2 separate regions of the Sus scrofa genome follow, and region 1 is linked to region 2. Evidence: chromatin contacts called from public HiChIP or PLAC-seq data. All regions are on one chromosome and are shown on one strand. The core of a region is the stretch at or near the end of the contact, and the rest is flanking DNA. Distances in the headings are between cores, read along the strand shown. Region 1 overlaps PAMR1 (peptidase domain containing associated with muscle regeneration 1). Region 2 overlaps LOC102157601 (a long non-coding RNA gene).

Region 1 (4,883 bases), core at 662-3,161, 330 kb before region 2:
TTATTTTCTATGACTCTGAGTCTCTGAAAAAACCCTGATATACACCCAGATTTCCAGCTCAGCGGAGATCCTGCATCCTTGGAGTTCTATCCTAAGATGTCAGGGCTGTGTTACAAAGGGAGATGGATGACCTTCCTACAGTGCCAGATGTGGCCAAGGGACAGGCTCGTCTCCGTCGCTCTTGTCCTGGCCTGGAGTCGAAGTGAGTCCCTGCAGCCCATGGCGGCAGCACCAGGGAAGGAAGATCTATGCCGAGGGGCAAGTGGCCATGGAGCCATTAACTAGGCAGCCTCAGTTGGTGTCACCAGGATGGGAGGTAGGGGGCAGATTCAGCTTCTAAGGGGAACAAGGTCATAGCTGATATGACATGAATGTGAACCAAATCTGAGTGATGAGGCAAAGACAGAAAATGACACTAAATAGTAAAGAGAGTGTCAAGAAAGTAGGGAACGTGATGGTTCAGATAAGAGGTCAGGACAGAGTTAGAGAACGGAGAGTATGGGGGAGCTGTCGCTGTGGAGCAACAGGATTGGTGGTGTCTCTGCAGCACCGGGACGCAGGTTCGTTCCCCAGCCCAGCACAGTGGGTTAAAGGATCAGATCTGGCATGGCTGCTGCTGCAGCATAACTTGCAACCATGGCTTGGATCAGATCCCAGACCCAGGAACTCCATAGGCTGCAGGGCAGCCAAAAGAAGAAGAAGAAGAAGAAGAAGAAGAAAAAAAGAATGGAGAGTATGGAAGCTTCTGTTGTGGCTCAGCAAGTTAAGAACCCAACGTTGTCTCTATGAGGATGCAGGTTCGATCCCTGGCCTTGCTCAGTGGGTTAAAGATCCAATACCTGAAAGCTGAGGTGCATGTTCGCAGATGTGCTTGGATTCCGGGTTGCTGTGGCTGTGGCATAGGTGCCAGCTGCGACTCTGATTCAACCCCTAGCCGGGGTACTTCCATATGTCAAAGGTGTGGCTACACAAAGAAAAAATTAAAACAAAAAAAAAAAAGAATGGAGAGTATGAGCAGGGGCACCTGGGTGAGAAGGGGCAGATGTGAAGGCTTTATGGAGCGGTACCCAGCTGGACAGCCCCTGTCCTGCCAGGTATGATAGGCACCCAACTATATGCCAGGTCTTATGCTCATTGCTTTATACAGTGGTTCCCTTAACTACGACAGCTAAAGACAGGTTTTAGCATGCCAACCTGACAAATGGTGAAACTGGGGTAGAGGGGAGGTGACTTGCCCCAAATCATGGAAAATAAGTTGAAAGAGAGGAATCTGAATTTAGATCTTGTTGATCTGACTTCCATGACACCTCTCAAGACACAAACTTCCCAGGCTGAGGCAGAAAGAAAAAACCCTTTGAGCAATCTGATAAATACTTGTCCAATCCAATACTCCAGCTTAACCCATGATGCGTTGGATGTTTGTTACTCGGAAGTTGATAACCAATACACTGCTTTGAGATTAAGCCATGAGGATGCAGGGGTGGGTGAAAAGAGGAGGATGGGACTTGTGGAAAGCCCCAAGAAAGCCTGACAAAGGGAGAAAGTACCAGAAATTCTCTTCTGGCTCAGGGAATTATGTAAAGACACAGAGATGGGGAGGTTGGGAGATGGTTGTGACCTCCTGCCTTGGGGCTAAAGTCCTTGGGGTCAAAGTTCTCTCTGACACATGGAGGGAAGAGTAAATTTCCTATTTGGGTCTTTAGGAGGCAAGGGTCTCCCAGGTGCCTGGTACCAACCCTGGGTTCTCAGCCCTCAAGAGGTACGGAAAAGACTGACCGAGAAGTCCCCACAAGCCCCCAGGGGAGGAAGAGGAGGTCACTGAAAGTCACGCTGGGCAGCCACCATGGGAGGCTGTCACTGTGGCCAGGAGGCTGAGTCACCCAAACTGAGGTCAAAGAGGAGTCCCCCCAAATCTCAGGCTATCAGTGCCGGAGCTGGGGAGCAGTCAAGTCACAGCAGGGAGGACCACTGGGCCACATAGCACAAGTAACAGTAGTTACAGGCTTGAGCACCCAATGTCAGCAAAATGCCCAGGAAGGAGAAAGTCCCACTAAACACATCTAAGACCCAGCAGGGGAGTTCTCGTTGTGGCTCAGTGGTAATGAACCCAACTAGTATCTCTGAGGATTTGGGTTTGATCCCTGGCTTCGCTCAGTGGGCTAAGGATCTGGTGTTGCTGTGGCTGTGGTATAGGCCGGCAGCTATAGGTCCGATTTGACCACTAGCCCGGGAACTTCCACATGCCATGGGTGTGGCTCTAAAAAAAAGAAGAAAAAAAAAAAAGACACTCCCACACAGAAAGAATCAGCAAGAACTCAGGAGTCCTACTGTGTCTCAAGGCTTAAAGTCCTATAAGCCTCCATGGCACCATCTTGGAGAGGAGGAAATGGTGATGAAAGCAGGGGGGAGAGGATGAAAGAGTGAGTCACCCCAAAAGATCACTTAGGGAACTGGATTGGATTCATGTTTTTCGCTCTATTATTCATTGGTAGCCAAGGGTGGGACTCAAGAGGAAAATTACTTAAGTTACAGAGAAAAAGCTACAAGCCAGTGTGAGGAAATAGGTGATTCCCATTTAGAGGCAATGAAAATGTCTCATTCAGTTCTGTATCTATTCTCAGTAAATGGTAAAGGTTTGGGGAGGTTCAAAGCAGAGTTGTGTGCTCAGTCTAGAACATGAGACCAAGAAAGTGCTAGGATCATCAAATCCCTGATACTTCCCTGTTTGTCTTTATCTGACCATCCCCCTGCCCCCCTCTGTGACCCAGCAAACTGCAAGCACTAGCATTGAAAAGATGGCATCAGATCTGCTATATGCATTATTTGGGAATTATAATCTGGGGGTCTTTGTTTCTTTTCTTTTTAGGGCCATACCCACAGCATATGAAAGTTCCCAGGCTAGGGGTCGAATCACAGCTGCACCTGCTGGCCTACACCACAGCCACAGCAATGCCAGATCCGAGCAGTCCCTGTGATCTACACCACAGCTCACAGTAATGCTGGATCCCTAACCTACTGAGCGAGGCCAGGGATCGAACCCACATCCTTATGGACACTGTATTGGCTTCTCAACCTGCTGAGGATTCAACAAGAACTCCTGGGGATCTATTTTAAAGGGCTGCCACCCAGTCATTGGGCCCAACACATGTAGCTCCAAGAGGCTGCATGCAGGAATCAGAGCCATGGCACGCTTGTTCTGTGGGTCCAAAGCCAACCCTTGTTTTATTAAAACGTGTACAGGGGATTGGAGAGGGCAAGGACCACGTCGTGTTGTGGCAGTGACAGTGTGGGCTGACACCAACATCATAGCCAGGCTCTACCTTCTGGGGCTGTCCTACAGGCAGCTCTTGAGAACTCGGTCTGGCTGGAGCCTGGGAAGAGACCTGATGAAGCCAGTCTTGACCAGAGTTGGCCATGGCAGTTGCAGTCACACCGCTGAAGAAGGCATGGAGAAGGCCACTGGGTCCGTTGAACCGGGAGGATTTTTTTCACTGTTCATATCATCTATTTTGAAGACACTGAATTCTTGCAAGTGGCTCTGGTGTCTTCCAAATGGTCCCAGCAGGCAGGGAGGCAGTGGCTTACCAGAAAGTAAGCTCTACGCACCTTCCACTGGTTTTGAAATCAGAAGCCCTGGTGCAGCCAAATTCACGGGCAGAAGCAGACTTCGGGTCCAAACTGCCTGGGGCAACACACACATACGGATAGATGCAAGGAAAAGCCACCCCGTGGGCCTGCGGCTCATTTCATGTTTCTCTCTATCCAGTCTTTAAAAGGCAGCACTTTGGTGAAGGCTGTGTAAAGGCTGTGGGTGCATGTTTTGTCATAGCTCCAGCTGACCAGCCCCACCAGATGCCAGCGGGGCTCAGGGGACGCCCGTCCCGGGAAGGACACAGCCGCGATGCCGCCCGTCTCTGCTGTGCAGATGTTCGAAGGGGCGGTGGGGTCCCAGCTGGCACAGAACATGTTGTCCGTGACACTCACTGGGATGCCGTGGTCCTCGTGCTGCTCCTCACACAGCAGCGAGTCCGCCACCCTGACCACCCCCGAGCGCAGTGTGTCATTCTTGAAGCCGGGGCTCCTTGCGTCTGCCAGGATGTTCCATCCGGCCACGGTGATGCGGGCCTCCTGGAAGGAGGTGCTGAGGTCCCGAGAGGCCGCCAGGCAGATGGGCTGGACGCGGCTGCTGATGCGAGCCTTGTCCAGGAGCTTCAGGACGGCGATGTCGGCATCCAGCAGGATGGGGTCATAGTTGGGATGCAGGATGATGGCAGAAATCTACCAAGGCAAGGAATGGACAGCAACGGTGAGGGGCCCGCTGCACATGATGACAACAGGCAGGCCCTGGGGCTACGTTATCGGGAAGACATGTCTAAGAGATGGCTGCAATTACTCAGAGATACTCCGTTCAAGGGACCATAGAAACCAATCGCTCTCTTTCCAGGGTTGCAAACCAAGAAACGCCTATGTACAGGGGCTGGCAGGGGGTATAAAATAAGCAGAGTGGACAAGGGAGGTTTTGGAGAATGGAAGTGCACACGCCACGCAGAGTGGGCAGTTGCCTCTTTGCTCCAGCTGACTGCTGCCATGCAGAAACTCTAATTCTGGCAAAGACTCAGATCTCTGGCTGAAACCTCTTGATTGTTAAATGTTGGCAAACAACCAATTAAAGAAAATATATAAGAGCACTTTGGACTTCCCGTGTGGCCATGACAAAGCACACTATCAAAGCACGAAGCCCTCCAGGTTACCAGTTTGCAACCTGTGGTCCACAGTAAACATTTCATTTCCCCTCAAGCCAGTAAGACAGAGCTGCACATGCTCAGGATGGTGCACAAGACTTTTCACAAAGGCTCCCCCTGACTGTCCCCATCCTTGCTGAT
Region 2 (4,457 bases), core at 1,789-4,288:
GCTAAACAAAACAAAACATCTTCCTACCTGAGGTTTTTTTGGTTCCAGGAACGTCTTGTGTTTAGAGAATTTTTTTTTAAAAAAAAAAAAGCTTTGTAAGTGACTTTCATGCTACAGTGCTTTGCATATAATGGCATGAACAATGGAAGTGCCAAGTTTTCAATGTGATGAATAAAACTAATAACCAGAGTACAGGTCAAATTCTGTTACAACAAATACTGCTACTATAAAAATCACTTAAGCATCCCTGTTATCTCTAAGCCCCTGTCAATTGCCCATTTATTTGAAGCAATAGTCATTATAGCAAAATTGGGGTTATAACAAAAAGAAACTGGACCCTCACCACAAGTTGGATGTAACACAATTTAACCTGGAATAACAGATTCTCACTTGTATTTCTCCAGTTTTTTGCTGCAAGAAGAATAAATCTTATGCAGACATAATGCCAGCCTGGAAAGCTGGTATTTAGTAGTTGTTGCTAGGAGAAGAAAGAATCCAGAAGCAAAGGACACATGGAGCTGTGTGGCAGACCCTCACTAGTGAATTTGGTCTCCAGGGCCACTTTTGACCTTAATCCACATTGGAGCCATCAACCACAGAATCACTTGCTTCTAATAGTGAGGTAATGCTTATATTAAGCCCTAGAATGAAAACATGATTCATTTCCCATGGATCATTGAGCACTTTGTGGCAACCTGGGCCTGATCCGATGACCCCAAGATAAAGAAATTTAGAAGCATGTGACTGGAACTGTCCTTTCTCCTAAGATGCACTGCTTTCGACACTGCCTGATTGTAAAAGCACACGCCACGTTGCTTCTATGTAGAAATGATCCAAGTTAATCAGCTGCATTCCCTTTGCAAGGATTTTCCATGCCTCTCCATCTTTTGCTTGTGGTAATGATGAATTTCATCATTTGCTACAGGTTTTCTCTTTTTTCTACTTTCTTTTTGTCTTTCTCTTTCTTTGACCTAATTACTTCTTAATGACACTGCAACCACTACTTTGTAGCACCCGTAACAACAGAAGGGATTAAATCACAGTTCATATCTGAACAGTACAATCAGCAATAATAGGAAAAGGAGTGGGGAGGGAGAGGGAAATTGTCCACCTTTACCTGAAGATCATGCCTGGCTCAGACCCCAGATTCACATCATACTCTGAAGAAGTTCATAAATTCTGGGCTCTGCTCAGCCTGAGGAGGCAGGCAGTAGTATCCCATCCTCAGGGTGAGATGAGCGGTCTGTTGAAGTCACGCCGTTACAGAATACATCCTCCCCTGCTTGCTTTCCCTTCCCAAGCCAGCGTGTAGTTGAACATCGACATGTCCCAGGCCAGGAGGTCAGGTGGTAAAGAGCTTGAATGCTTTGCCTGGCTCTGGAAAACGTTGCGTCGGAGTGAGGTGCTCTGGCTTGCAGGCGGCCATTTGCTGCCTCACCGTTTTTAGCAGGATATCTGGAGATTACAGGCGTTAATTGAAAGTAACTTCTCTGTATTTGGTTTCTCTCCACACATTCAGGCTTCTGGGACCTTTGACCCAGTTGGATGGCTGTATCCTAGTATCAAATATAGCGTTTTCCAAATGGGAAGAACCATGATAGACAAGTAAGACTCCCCTTTGGCTTGGTGAGGGGTGGCAGTGGTGATGAGTGTCGGTGGGGTGACTGTGGGTGGAGATGATGGCAAAGACACCACCGATAACAACAAAAAAAGGGGATTTTCTCAACACTTAAGCCAGTTTCCCACTTGCTAACAGGTGGGTTCTGATCTGTTTTCTCTAAATTCCGTTTTTCCCTAGAAGATTCTGGCCTGTCTGATCAAAAAAGGGCATTCCTTCTGAGACCCTGTCTAGCCCACTTGTGGTTACACTATATTTGTCTGTTAATTTCATCAAAACTAGGTCACCTTTTAAGCCCCTTTCCCCACTCTGGCATGAGGACCAGACATGTGGAAGAAGAATTAGGTCACCTGGGGGTCCACTGTTGCATATGGTTAAGCGGTGTAAAGAAGCCAAGATTTCTAGAAGTGTCTGTCTTTTGCCATTTCCAAGATGGTGAGAAAATCCATCTGGAGTGTTTATGCCCCCCCTTGATAGCCAAGCCATGGGCTTTATTTTCTGTTGCACTGCTGAGGTTAGTCACTGCCCTCAGAAGAGACAATTTCACAATGACTTACTTGCTAATAATCAGTGGAACAGTCTCAGGAGGATGTGCACAACGGCTGTGTTTCTTCAGGCCTGGCACGTTGTCAAATGGCAGGCTTGCAGAACAAATGAGAGGCCTGGCCTGGTTCACAGGGCAGGCAGAGTGATCCAGAGTTCAGGCTTCCCCTGGCCTTTTATCCTCCCAGGCTCCTTCCTCTGCTCCTCCGCCTCTTCCGGTCTCTCCATCTGGAAACCATGAGCCTCATGGATTCCAGGCACAAATTCTCAGATTTCAGATGTTTGGGAAATTTCTTTGCTTGGGTCATTCTTCAAGAGTAAGAGAATTCAATTTGGGAGGAAGAGCAGCTGAGACCCTTCCACTGAAGAGAACATACATAAGGGGTGGATCCATCCCCTCACCCTCTCAGCTCCAAACCCTCACACAATGTCTGATTTCAGAAAAAATATCGCGATTTCCTCATGGGAGGGAACAGAATAGGAAAAACAAAATCTCCACTCATGGCAACTTATTTTTTTCCCTTCTGAGGTAACTGGCGTTAGATAGTTGTAACATAGGATGTAAATGATTTTGTGTGTGGTGTTGGGGAAGAGGCGGGTCTCTGAAGGGTAGACAGACCTAAGAGTGATGGAATGAAGTGAAAAGTAAAATGTAGCCTAAATTGTTCAGGAGAGACTGTTCACATTATAAACCGCTTACCCCCCGTGTTGCATCTCCAGGGCATAGAGCAAGGTGTGGTCTTTTGTCCTTGGAAAATGGAATGAGCTTTCTCCTGATAACTGGGTTTTAGTAGCAGGCAGACTTGGTTCTAGTACTGGCTCTGTCCTTAACTAACTGGACCTACGGGGCTTAGTAGCACGCGTGACACATAGGAGGAACTTAGTGGTAGCTTGTGACTACCGTGTGATGACCATCACTCATCAAAACGGAGTCCTCTTTGGGCTGTTGATCCTCCCCAAGGCTACTTCTTTGCCCTTTCTGCCACACCCATCCAGTTACACTTCCATGTTAATTATAAGTATCTCAAATTATATGTATTTATTTGTTCATGTAGTTATTGTCTGTACCTCTTTGAAGCTTGTATTGTTTGTTCAATGCTGTATTATCAATGCTGATAAAATTGCCTGACACGAAATAGATGTTCAGAAATATTTGTGGACTTGCTAACTGACATCTTGCTGGCATTTGTATCCAGAGTTACTCCAAATATTACATCTTGATGCAGAAACCTGAGAAACACTTTTAGCGACATTTACCCCAGCATGAGCGTCCACGTGGTGCCACCAAAAGGTATCTGCTCTTCCCAGGAGAAGAAGAGAGTTAGGAGTGCCAGCCCTGCTCTGCCACCAATAAGCTGTACAGAGTTTGGCAGGTAGCTTCCCTCTCAAATACTCATAAAATGAGGAGCAAGAGTCAACTAGATGGAAGGGTCTCTCTGCCTCTTCCACTCTTAGATCTTAGCGTAGGAAGAAGTGACAGTGGGAAGGGAAAAATGCTTTCTCTAAGAATCCCAGCTCTTCTTCCTGTGTGTGTGTGTGTGTGTGTGTCCCATGTACGTGCTTGTGTATGAGAGAGAGAGAGAACATGAGAACTGGGGCTGGCCAGGAGAACGAGGCCAGTTATGGAGAGGGACATCTTGCCAAATGCTTTGGACTGCGTATTCCAATTCCCCCTAGACTCACGTATTAAAATCCTAACCCCAGGGTGATGGTATGAGGCAGCAGGGCCTTTGTGGAGCAGTTAGGTCACGAGCATGGATCTCTTCTGTGAGGAAACAGTGAGGAGTCAGCAGTTTGCAACCCCCAAGAGGGCTCTCCCCAGAACCTGACCAGGATCTCAGACTGCCCGCCTCCAGACCTGGGAGATACAGATTCTTGCTGATGGACCATCCAGTGTCTGGTACTTTGTTATGGCAGCCCAGGCACACTGACACCAGATGTGCATAAGCCATGATAGAATATATTGGAGTCAAGTAAATGGAGTGGCGAGGGGGCTAAACAAAGCTGAACAGATTTCTTTCCTTTAGGACTTCTTGGACCTTGTAATATGTTCAGTTGCATTGTGGAACTTCAAGAAGGGGCTACGACATGGTTTTCTGGTGTTCCAGCTAACAATTTTAGGAAACACTGATTTAGGGATGAGTGTGATGGACCCCATTTAACTAGTGAAAAAAAAAACTGAGGCCCAGAGAGATTACATGATTTGCCTGAGGTCCTGTAGCTTTTGGGAAACCTGAGTTCTTATCCATGTTTGGCTACCATCTCCTAGAAAAGAGAGTATGTTTACTGGCCTAAG

Evidence for each region. HiChIP or PLAC-seq counts read pairs in DNA pulled down with a chosen protein or histone mark.
Region 1: a contact with region 2 is called in an H3K27ac HiChIP or PLAC-seq map of alveolar macrophages. The contact joins two enhancer-like sites. A contact is called at or near these places in 1 of 47 Hi-C or Micro-C datasets (embryonic fibroblasts) and 1 of 2 datasets of contacts at active chromatin or transcription factors (alveolar macrophages).

Annotation. Positions count from the first base shown.
Region 1 is chr2:25,589,924-25,594,806 of Sscrofa11.1, reverse strand. It overlaps PAMR1 (peptidase domain containing associated with muscle regeneration 1), which reads right to left. Exons shown (of 12, transcript NM_001243643.1): 12 at 3,193-4,278. The coding sequence ends at 3,742. Among named protein-coding and RNA genes, the nearest start is that of SLC1A2, 12 kb to the left of the region's middle. Within about 2 kb of position 1,911, at least 1 of the 83 cell types and tissues checked has an H3K27ac peak or open chromatin away from gene starts, as enhancers often do. A contact at or near this core is called in alveolar macrophages, where this site is marked.
Region 2 is chr2:25,264,817-25,269,273 of Sscrofa11.1, reverse strand. It overlaps LOC102157601 (a long non-coding RNA gene), which reads left to right. Exons shown (of 7, transcript XR_001306887.2): 1 at 1-1,605. Among named protein-coding and RNA genes, the nearest start is that of TRIM44, 110 kb to the left of the region's middle. Within about 2 kb of position 3,038, at least 15 of the 83 cell types and tissues checked have an H3K27ac peak or open chromatin away from gene starts, as enhancers often do. A contact at or near this core is called in alveolar macrophages, where this site is marked.